Linked DNA regions of Sus scrofa: region 1 is linked to region 2. A link is a contact called in public HiChIP or PLAC-seq data. All regions are on one chromosome and are shown on one strand. The core of a region is the stretch at or near the end of the contact, and the rest is flanking DNA. Distances in the headings are between cores, read along the strand shown.

What was found. HiChIP or PLAC-seq counts read pairs in DNA pulled down with a chosen protein or histone mark.
Region 1: a contact with region 2 is called in an H3K27ac HiChIP or PLAC-seq map of alveolar macrophages. The contact joins two enhancer-like sites. A contact is called at or near these places in 1 of 47 Hi-C or Micro-C datasets (subcutaneous adipose tissue) and 1 of 2 datasets of contacts at active chromatin or transcription factors (alveolar macrophages).

The regions. Positions count from the first base shown.
Region 1 is chr2:102,892,927-102,898,625 of Sscrofa11.1, reverse strand. All of the region lies in intron 6 of LOC106508433 (a long non-coding RNA gene), which reads right to left. Among named protein-coding and RNA genes, the nearest start is that of PCSK1, 150 kb to the left of the region's middle. Within about 2 kb of position 2,830, at least 14 of the 83 cell types and tissues checked have an H3K27ac peak or open chromatin away from gene starts, as enhancers often do. A contact at or near this core is called in alveolar macrophages, where this site is marked.
Region 2 is chr2:102,458,280-102,464,233 of Sscrofa11.1, reverse strand. No RefSeq gene overlaps it. Among named protein-coding and RNA genes, the nearest start is that of GLRX, 23 kb to the right of the region's middle. Within about 2 kb of position 3,268, at least 4 of the 83 cell types and tissues checked have an H3K27ac peak or open chromatin away from gene starts, as enhancers often do. A contact at or near this core is called in alveolar macrophages, where this site is marked.

The sequences.
Region 1 (5,699 bases), core at 1,581-4,080, 430 kb before region 2:
TGACTGGGTAAGCCACTCTGAAGCTAGAAGGCAGAAAGAGACAAATATCAGAATCCTTAATCTAGGACTAACTCAGCATTGGTGACTGGATATCCGTAACAGTCTTTGTCCTAATAGCTGCCAGAGAAATTCTAACTCATGATTCACTAAACTGGACTAACCTTGCCTTCTGATTTAGTTTTCATTGGTTCTGACCAGGTTTCAAAACTGACAGAGTACTTCTCAAACCTGGCTCTACAATTGCCTCAGGAGTTTAAAAAACAAAACTCATAGAGAGAGAATGTAGATTGGTAGTCACCAGAGGTAGAGCGTGAGGGTGGGCAAAATGGGTAAGGTGGTCAAAAGATACAAAATTCCAATTGTAAAATAAATAAGTCATAGATTACATAATGTGCAGCATGGTGGCTATAGTTAATAATACCATATCGTATATTTAAAAGCTGCTAAGAGAGTAAATCTTAAAAGATCAATCACATACACACAAAATTTGTAACTGTGTGTGATGATGGATGTTAACTAGACTTACTGTGATGAACATTGCACAATATATACAAGTATCAAATTATTACGTTATAAATCTGAAGCTAACATAGTGTTACATGTAAACTATATCTCAATTTTAAAAAATTCTAGAGATTGGAGTTCCCGTCGTGGCGCAGTGGTTAGCGAATCTGACTAGGAACCATGAGGTTGCGGGTTCGATCCCTGCCCTTGCTCAGTGGGTTAAGGATCCGGCGTTGCCATGAGCTGTGGTGTAGGTTGCAGACTCAGCTCAGATCCAGTGTCGCTGTGGCTCTGGCGCAGGCCGGTGGCTACGGCTCCCAATTAGACCCCTAGCCTGGGAATCTCCATTGCTGCGGAAGCGGCCCTAGAAAAGGCAAAAAACAAACAAACAACAAACAAACAAAAACAAAGATGACTTCCTCTAACCTCTCCCAGCCGGTGCACCCCTTGGGATGTCTCTGAGTACCACCACCAAGTTTGAAAAAAAAAAAAAATTCTAGAGATTATCATACTAAGTGAAGTAAGCCAAAGATATGATGTAAGATATCACATATGATGACGCTTATATGTGGACTCTAAAAAAATAATGATACAAATGAACTTATACACAAAACAGAAATAGACTTACAGACATAGAAAACAAATTAGGAGTTCCCGATGTGACTTAACAGAAACGAACCTGGCTAGTATCCATGAGGATGCTGGTTCAATCCCTGGCCTCGCTCAGTGGGTTAAGGATCTGGTGTTGCTGTGAGCTGTGGTGTAGATTGCAGACGCAGCTTGGATCCTGTGTTGCTGTGGCTCCAGCTCAGATTTGACCCCTGGCCTGGGGACTTCCATATGCTGCACCTGTGGCCTTAAAAAGCAAGGGAGGGAGGGAGGGAGGAAGGAAGGAAGGAAGGAAGGAAGGAAGGAAGGAAGGAAGGAAGGAAGGAAGAAAACCATGGTTATCAAGGCTGAAAGGGGGGAGGGATAAATTAGGAGTCTGAGACTAACACACAAACACTACTGTATATAAAATAGGTAACCTACTGTAGAGCACAGGGAACTCTACTCAATATTTTGTAATAACCTATAAGGGAAAGGAATTTGAAAAAGAATATATATATACACACACACACAAATCTGAATCACTCTGCTGAACACCTGAAACTTACACAACATTGTAAATCAATTGTATTTCAATTTTAAAAAATTCTGATTCTGAACCCTACCTCAGAACAATAAGTTAAAATGTCTAGGAGTTCCCGTCGTGGCACAGTGGTTAACGAATCTGACTAGGAACCATGAGGTTGCGGGTTCGGTCCCTGCCCTTGCTCAGTGGGTTAACGATCCGGCGTTGCCGTGAGCTGTGGTGTAGGCTGCAGACGCGGCTCGGATCCCGCGTTGCTGTGGCTCTGGCGTAGGCTGGCAGCTACAGCTCTGATTGGACCCCTAGCCTGGGAAACTCCATATGCCACGGGAGCGGCCCAAGAAATGGCAAAAAGACAAATAAATAAATAAATAAATAATAAAATGTCTATGGCCAGGGCCTGGGCACCAGCATCTTTTAAAAGTATCTAGAGTGCAGAAGGGTGGATAACTGCTCCTCTAGTGTCTCGAGAGCATAGAACAGATGGTTAAGAGAGGAATCGGAGGCCCCAAGTCTGAGAAAAAAAATTATTAAAATGGAAGAGGAGTTTTAAAATGTATTGAACATGGCTTTTAACCATTAGATGGATACGCAGAAAAGATAAACAGAAAAATAGAAAAGATAAGCAGAAAATAGAAAGGAAAAAAACGTTAATTAAGCCACATGAACTGGTATTCATGATTGCAGAGAGGGTCTTCATCACTTGATTTTCAAGTTTAGAATTACGCTGCAAATTTCAGTAAAGAAGGAACTTCAAACCTTATTAATAAACTTCTGAGTGCTCGAATTGAGCTTTCAAATGTTAGAAGAAGCAAGGAAGGAAATGACTGAGAAGGGAAAGGGGAAGTCAGACCTGTTTAAGTATGACAAGGAGCTCTCAACGAAGTTCTGCAGGCAGCACAGCATTTCACAATTCTAGCTCCGGAAGAGTCCCAGTATGATGATTTGAAATGTAAGTGGCATAACCACAAGGGAAGCTGAGACTATCTTCCAAAACGGTGGCTTGTTTATTTAGAAGACCTCATAATTTCCTGCTAAATAATCCAAGTGTGGCCTAGTCCAGCTTGTTTCTGATGAGAATGGCTTAGTCATTTTACCCATTTCAAGAGTTCTTTGTGAGTCATAGGTTATACTCACTGTTCACATTCAGGTCTAGGATGGCCAGTCCTCTTGAAGCCTCTCTGGAGTTAAGTCTGCCCAGCTAATCCTTTCTGTGCTTTCTCAATGATGAGTCAGTGCTTTGCTGTCTTCCTTTGTCACCCCAAGTTAGTGAAAAATATTCAAAATTCCCAGAAAAGCAGATATATTCTAATTGGTTCTTAGTAAAACAGCCAGTCTCATAAATGTATGCTGCATTTGCAAGTGCATGTTCAGAGCCTAAAAATACACATCTACTTTGAATTCATTTACTGTAGATAGATGTCCCTAAAAAAATTTAGAGAAGAGAACATATTTTCCCTCTCCCCCATTTCTTCTTATTCAAATCGTTTATTGCTTTCAAAAGCCAGTTCACCTCTCATATCTTCCATTAACTTTTCCTAACCCAAAGTAACCTCTTCCCACTCAGGATTTATACTGATCAACTGACTCTGTCATTTGGTATCATTCATATACTCTATTATTACACCTGTCATAGTCATTTTGCTTATCATATGGGTGTGTCTTTTCTACCTGTTATATTCTTCCAAGATGTGGAAGAATATATACTTTGTAGCATTCACTGAATGTCAGACAAAGTCATTATCAAAGAGTCCAATTCATGAATCAATTTTATCACATATCTATCTATGCTATTGTTCCTTCTCTCACAAAGGAGAGGACACAATAATATGCCAATATATAAATAAGATGCCTTGGTTTTCCCACAACTGTAGGACCCAAGTAGTATGAATCCCTGAATTCCTTTAGTGCGTCAGGCACCAGAAACATAGGTGGGGTAGAGGGCCTCCAATGCTCCCCTAACAGAGGCATGTTTCTTTAAAGAAGATTTTTGTAAAAAAAAAAAAAAAAAAAAAAAAAAGGAGAAGATTTTTTTAAAGAATAAGGAGGAAGACTGGTGACTCAATGATGGCATGCCATTGACAGTAAAACACAACCTAATTTCAAAAATGTTAAAATGCGAAAGAATGTGTGCTGTGATATCAGTGACATATGGTAAGTGAATATGATCTTTTAAATGAGGTAATATGTAATAAAAGTTATAAGCCTCTTCATCAAATTATCATAAACCAGAAAGCAATTAGCCTTAAAGAAAGGTATATCATAAACCTGCTCCTGAAACACTGAGCACCGGCTAGACTATCACTGGTGATGGCCTACAATACACCATGTTCCCAGAAGGTGAACTTGCCCAAAAGGAACAAAAGCCATGGTGTCACAGCCATGGCTTCAAGAGTGCACACAAGTTGCAAAGTTTAGTTCCAAAAAAATACAATAACGTGACTTTCACGTTTATGCAAAATGAAGCTGCCAGATTGTAGCGTTGCAAAATGTTAACCAAAAGAAGGATGGGTGCTGAGGTTCTGAGGAGAAGGTCCAGAAAGTATGTCTTCCCCATTCACTATCTCTGTCTGGCTATGAATGAAAAATAATCCAAAACTATCTTTTTAGCAACTGGTGTCAACGTGGCTAGTAAATTCAGTAATCTCGCCTTATATCCTTTCTATCTCAAGATATCCTACAGCTTTCTTTAATTGTAAAGTATATTCTAATAGATATATCTAACTTCCCGGGGGGGAAACTTTCCTTCTTTTAACTCGAATAGATGTATGATCTACTGATGTTCCTGCATGTAATTTACAACATATTTAATCAGAACCCAACAGTGTAGGGATCCCACTACATGGCAGTACTAAACTTGAGGCCTAGGAAGCCTGGGATCTGGGCTCCAGGCTCCTTCTAACCTCAGATAAGAGAACAGAGTAATTTTTCTCTTGCCCTGGAATCCTATTCTTCATCAAGGCCTGCACTGAAGCAAAGGGATAAACAACCCCCAGGCAGCAAAGATCCACACAACTGCTATAGACATGTTCCTCAGGTCACTGGTGCTATGGATGCTGCTGCCATGTTCCTTTCCTGCCCTACAATCAGTGCCAAGTGCCATGTGGGCTCCCTGTCTTGAGAAGGCATAAGGCAAAAGAAGATGGCATCATGCAGATTTGCATCATGTCTCCTGTATTGGAAAGAGGCCATAATCCACCCTTATTACCAATTAAACACCCAACGAGCAGTGCATTCCTGGTGGCCCATGCTTATGCTGCCACTGCCTGGTGCTGGTTTCTGTTGGGGAATACTTAAGAACAGTGTGATGCATTCTAAAATCAAGTAGTAACAGGAAAATAAACAGGATGTTACATGTATATATTTATATCACCCCTACTGACTTTTAAGAATGAAGTGCTGGTTTTACATCCAAACAAGCAAGCAAGCAAGCAGGAACAACCATTATATGAACTTTTTTTTTTCTTATATATATATATATATATACACATACATTTTTTTTTCCCACTGTACAGCAAGGGGGTCAGGTTATCCTTACATGTATACATTACAATTACAGTTTTTTCCCCCACCCTTTCTTCTGTTGCAACATGAGTATCTAGACATAGTTCTCAATGCTATTCAGCAGGATCTCCTTGTAAATCTATTCTAAGTTGTGTCTGATAAGCCCAAGCTCCCGATCCCTCCCACTCCCTCCCCCTCCCATCAGGCAACCACAAGTCTCTTCTCCAAGTCCATGATTTTCTTTTCTGAGGAGATGTTCATTTGTGCTGGATATTAGATTCCAGTTATAAGTGATATCATATGGTATTTATCTTTGTCTTCCTGGCTCATTTCACTCAGGATGAGATTCTCTAGATCCATCCATGTTGCTGCAAATGGCATTATGTCATCCTTTTTTATGGCTGAGTAGTATTCCATTGTGTATATATACCACCTCTTCCGAATCCAATCCTCTGTCGATGACATTTGGATTGTTTCCATGTCCTGGCTATTGTGAATAGTGCTGCAATGAACATGCGGGTGCATGTGTCTCTTTTAAGTAGAGTTTTGTCCGGATAGA
Region 2 (5,954 bases), core at 2,019-4,518:
TTTTATGTAATTGAGAGCTTCTCAAACTTATTTCATCCAGATGCCCTTCTGATAAGTGCAAAATTCTTACCACCACCATCCCAAATTCTGGTCTGATCCCCAGCAGTCTCTTCCTTCCCATTCTATCCCTTTTCGCCAACCAGAGGATATTGCCAAACCTCACTTCCTATAATTTCCATTACAAAAGAAATCCCCCTTTAAAATTTTCCATATATAAAGTTGTGTAATACTGAAACGATTTCAGAAGACACCCAGACATTTAAAATATTTAACATTCAGATGGCTTGGGCTCCAGCCAGAACACTGCTGGTCCTTACAGCACACTGGCAAATACCAGGAGAGGATAATGGAGGCAAGTCCTAGTGTTTCCACAGAACTCTGCTAGGTGAGAAGCAAACAAAAATGGAGGTTGCATGATTCTTTTTCTCCTTTTCTTTTTTTTTTCTTTTTTTTTTAAGTGCTGCACTCGAGGCACATGGAGGTTGCCAGACTAGGGGTCGAATTGGAGCTGTAGCTGCCAGTCTACACCACAGCCATAGCAACATGGAATCTGAGCCTCGTCTGCAACCTACACCACAGCTCACAGCAACACTGGATTCTTAACCCACTGAATGAGGCCAGGGATCAGACCCACAACCTCATGGTTACTAGTCAGGTTCATTAACCACTCAGCCATGATGGGAACTCCTTTTTCTCCTTTCTTCCTAACCAATTTCTTCTTGCACAAGGAATGGAATTTTCAAAGATGAGTAACAACATCCAGGTGTGTTACTGTGTCAAAATGAGGCCCTACAGTCCATCAAGCTGCATCATCCATTAAATCCACTAAGGTGGCATCGCCCTACTACTCATCTCAGTGTTCAACTATTAAAGCTCAGCAGGTATCTACACAGCAGCCACCCACTTATTCCTCCCAAGGGAAGTTCCATTTGCTTTTTAGGTCATGAGGGGGTGAGGCATTAGGTTTCATAATCCCTCAACATTGACCCAGTCCTGGAAGACAAAACCATGCCCAAACTTTAACATTCCTGGGCTTGTCTGTGTTAGGAGCATGGTGACAAGGTTGGATCTTACAGGATCTGTGCAAGGCTCATGGGGCAGAGCCATTAGGGTGATGCTGAAAGTATAAAACACTGCTCAGCCCAGCAAAACAGCAGCAGGGTCCAAGAGAGATGGAGCCAGAGTCAGGGGGGAAGTAAGAAGGACTGGGGACATCATGCAGCCACGGAAAGGGCTTATTATTAAGTGCATGTGAAACACCTTCTTTTGATTCCCAAAAATAAATGGAAGGTCTTTGCAAGGACTGCAGTTTTCTGCGGAAGACTGAGAGAGAAAAACAGCAACACTGGAGTTCCTGTTGTGGTGCAGTGGAAACGAATCCAATTAGGAACCATGAGGTTGCAGGTTCATCACTGGCTTCGTTCAGTGGGTTAGGGATCCAGGGTTGCCGTGAGCTATGGTGTAATTCGCAGATGCGGCTCGGATCTGGCAGTGCTGTGGCTGAGGCGTAGGCCGGCGGCTACAGCTCCAATTAGACCTCTAGTCTGGGAGCTTCCATATGCTGCTGGTGTAGCCCTAAAAAGCAAAAAATAAAATAAAAAACAGCAACACTGAAGAAGATGCTATACGTTTCTTCACAAAAAATAAGCTATACTCAATTCAGTCAGATCTTCTGGCAGGTGTGTGAGTGGTGCAGGGGTTGTAAAGATGAGTTTTCCTTCTCAAAACCTGGCTGCAGACACATTAGAGCACGTTAGCTAAAGGGATTTCTTTCTTTCTTTTTTTTTTTTTTTGCTTTTTAGGGCCACTCCCATGGCATATGGAGGTTCCCAAGCCAGAGCCACAGCAATGCCAGATCCGAGCCATGTCTTCGACCTCCACCACAGCTCACAGCAACCCTGGATCCTTAACCCACTGAGCGAGGCCAGGGATCGAACCTGCAACCTCATGGTTCCTGGTAAGATTCATTTCCACTGAGCCACAAGGGGAACTCCAGAGACTTCTTTTTTTTAATGATGAACTGTTTTCTTTTTTCTTTCTCTTTTTTAGTTATTTCTTCTATTATAGTTGATTTACACTGTCAAGCAACTTCTGAGATTCAGAGGAGGGAGAAACTGATGATGAACTCTTGAGATCTCTTTATGATCCCTCAAATCTCCAATTCTCCTGCTGGAGAAGCCCCAGAGTTCCCCAATAATAACATTCCCTGGGATTTAATCTCTTTTGGTCCTCTGACTTCAGCTCCTGAGTCCCCCTGCACCGTCTCTGCAACACCACGGCTCTCCTCTGGGAGTTCCCTGAGATCTCAGAAAGTAGACACACACACACACACACACACACACACACTTACAGGACAAGGGGAGTCTTTGTAACAGTCCTGCTAGACTGAAACAAGCCTCAACTCCAACCACAGGAAACTGGTTAAATGTGTTATAGTCCATTCATAAAATGGAACACTAAGTAGCATTATAAAGACGACTTGGTGCACCATATACTCTAGATAAACTGTTGTGTGACCGAAGGAAAGGGAGAACCAGGAGCAGATATGCTACTGCTTAAGAAAAAACAAAAACAAAAACAACTATCTCCAGGAGTTTCCGTAGTGGCACAGCAGAAACGAGAATCTGACTAGGAACCATGAGGTTGAGGGTTCAATCCCTGGCCTCACTCAGTGGGTTAAAGATCCAGCATTGCCGTGAGCTATGGTTGCAGACTTAGATCTGGCTGTGGCTGTGGCTGTGGCACAGGTTGGCAGCAGTAGCTCCAATTAGACCCCTAGCCTGGGAACATCCATATGCCATAGATGCGGCCCTAAAAACAAACAAGCTGACCAACAAAAAAACACAGCTATCTCCAGAAACAAGAACCAGGGATTCAAGGAACTGTGATTGCACTGGGGAGAGGAACTTGAGGCCAGAGTAAGACAAAGTATCTTTTCATATGATTTTTTTTTTTTTTTTTTTTTTTTTTTTGCTTTTTAGGGCCGCTCCTGTGGCATATGGAGGTTCCCAGGCTAGGGGTCAAATCGGAGCTGAAGCTGCCAGCCTACACCACAGCCACAGCAACACGGGATCCAAGCCGCATCTGCGACCTACACCACAGCTCATGGTAACACCAGGTCCTTAACCCACTGAGTGAGCCCAGGGATTGAATCCGCAACCTCATGGTTCCAGTCAGATTCGTTTCTCCTGTGCCATGACGGGAACCCCATGTGATTTTTTTTAAAACAGTGACCCAGAGTTACTTTAAAACATTTCTAAGAGGAAGGAGGGGGAGGAGAAGCCAGCCATGGGAGAGCACCGGGGGAGGAGTTTCAGTTTCACTGAAGAGGTCCTGGAGGAGGCAGAGGAGGGCTTGGATCCACACCCTCAGGAAAAGGCAGAGCGTTCTGGTCCTCACGTCCCTTTTGAACACCTGCTGCTAGGAGCGCCTCTGCCCATCCTCCCCTATTACTCCTTCAGCTCTCCTGGACCTGTTCAGGCATTGTTCTTCCTTCTCCACACACCACACTTCAGTTCTACCCCTGCTCTAAAGCCACTGGTGGAAACCCCTTTCCTCAATGATCTACCAACAAATCCCTGTGCGCTGGGAATTAACCTCACTACCCTAGAGCTTATGAATCACCACATTTCTTAATTTCTCTAAAGAAAATGAAATCTAGGTGTTCCCATTGTGGCTCAGAGGGTTAACAACGAGACATAGTGTCCGTGAGGATTCAGGTTCAATCCCTGGCATCACTCAGTGTTGCCACAAGCTGCAGCTTAGGTCACAAATGCGGCTTAGATCCAGAATTGCAGTGGCTGTGGTGTAGGAACTTCCATATGCCGTGAGTGCAAGCCATGAAAGGAAGGAAGGAAGGAAAGAAAAGAAAATGAAATCTAGTTCAGTCCCAGCATCCTGTCCCCGTCCAATCTCTGGGCATGGCAAAGAATTCTGAGGTTCTAAATTTCCAGGGTGGAGCTCCTGTAGTGGCTTAGTGGTTAATGAACCCGAATAGTATCCATGAGGTTGCAGATTCAATCCCTGGCCTCACTCAGTGGGTTAAGGACCTGGCATTGCCGTGAGCTGTGGTGTAGGTTGCAGACGTGACTCAGATCCCGACTTGCTGTGGCTGTGGCGTAGGCTGGCAGCTGTAGCTCCGATTCGACCCCTAGCCTGGGAACCCCCATATGCCACCAGTGCTGTCCTTAAAAAAAATAAAATAAAATAAAAGTTTCCAGGGTCCTTGGGTGCATCATGGTAGCCAGGAAGCTGCCCATGTCCAGCCCCAACTCAACCTGCAGGCTGGTGAGGGGGCCTCCACCTCCTCCGGGCAGGCCAGGCCACCAGGTCCTGAGACAGCGTTCACCCCCAGGTGTCCACAGACTCATGACTCAATTCACCCCAGGTGTATCACAGCTCAGGGTGCTGGATAGCCAGAGGCACACGGTCCCAGCTTCTCAAGACCCACCACCCTCTCTGCCACCAGAGCCAGGCCGCTCCCCCACGCCCCTCAAAGCCCAGCCCCCATCCCCTCACTCTCTCCAGCTCCTCCTTACATTTCAACACTATGGTTTGCATTCTAGAAGAGAAAAGAGCTGACACTGGCCCCTATCTCATCCAGGACAAGGGAATCTGGAACTTAGAACACAAAGTTCTGCTTGTTCTTCCTGTGAGGAGGGAGGGGAAGTGACCTGCACCGAGAAAACACCACACAGGAATTATCACCCACTCCTCTGTTATATACCCTCCTCTCAAGAAATGGTTGTGCGTTTTTTAGGACCTTTTTTTTTTTTTTTTTAAGTCTTTTTAGGGCCGCACCCTTGGCATATGAAAGTTTGAATCAGAACTAAGGGTAGAATCAGAGCTATAGCTGCCGGCCTAGACCACAGTCACAACAACACCGGACCCTCAACCCACTGAGTGAGGCCCGGGATCAAATCCACATCCTCAAAGATACTAGTCAGGTTCTTAACCTGCTGAGCCACTACGGGAACCCTAGGACCTTAATATATTTCCTTTGGTCTGGTTTCTCTGAAGCAAAACATGAAGGAAAACTGGGTTACAAAAGCTCAAAAATATGGAACACTTCATGAATTTGTGTGTTGTCTTTGCCCAGGGGCCATAGTAGCCCTAGCAAGAGATCAAGGTCAGCCAGGCTGGTTGAGAAAAGAGATGTAACTCCAGGTGGCCCTGGCGGCCCTACCATTAAAGGACAGGCCTGGTCCTGTGGTTGGTCCCCTGACCTCCCCTAATGAGCATCCTCTGCCCCAGTATTTCTGAAGTTTGTGCTTAGGAAGACCCCTTTTCCCCAAATATTTATTGGTGAGGGTACAGACGACTGACTTGTAGGTCTCCGAAGTTCGCAGCCTGCCACGCCCCTGGTGGGTCTCAGGACTCCAGACACAGTCAGGCCGCGATCACCTCGAGCACGAAAAGGGCCTCAAGGGCTGGGTCTCTTCGCCAACAGCCACATGCTCCTGAGAACGAACATGACAGTTTCATTCTCAGAAAACAGCCCCTGTTTCTGATCATCTGCTGTTTGTGTCATCTGCAGACTGGCCTTGGCGACCACCTGTCCCTTTGTGTTGGCCCAGGGTGCAGGGCACCAGGCAGCTCATGCTCTAGCACCAGGCATCACCAGGCCTAGGGTGACAATCTCTCTTCTCCAGAAATAGTTCCATTTTTTGGTAATCCAGAGGCCGAAGGGGAAGCCCTGAAATTTCATCTTCTCCTGAAAAGTGTAGGGAAATGACTGCTCAGCGACCTTGAAAAAGCGTCTCCCATCCCCATTGCCCCAGAGCTGCTGAAGGATCATGGTGTCTTGAGATGGATTTTCAAGCTCAGTCTCTTCATAGCTCTCTGGTGAGCCCCCAGTCTGCAGAAGTGAAGGGCTTGGGTCTGGCATCTCTGTCCCCTTTCTCCTTCATGACCCTCTCTGCTACCCTGCTCCCAGCAAGGCTGGGCTTAGTAAA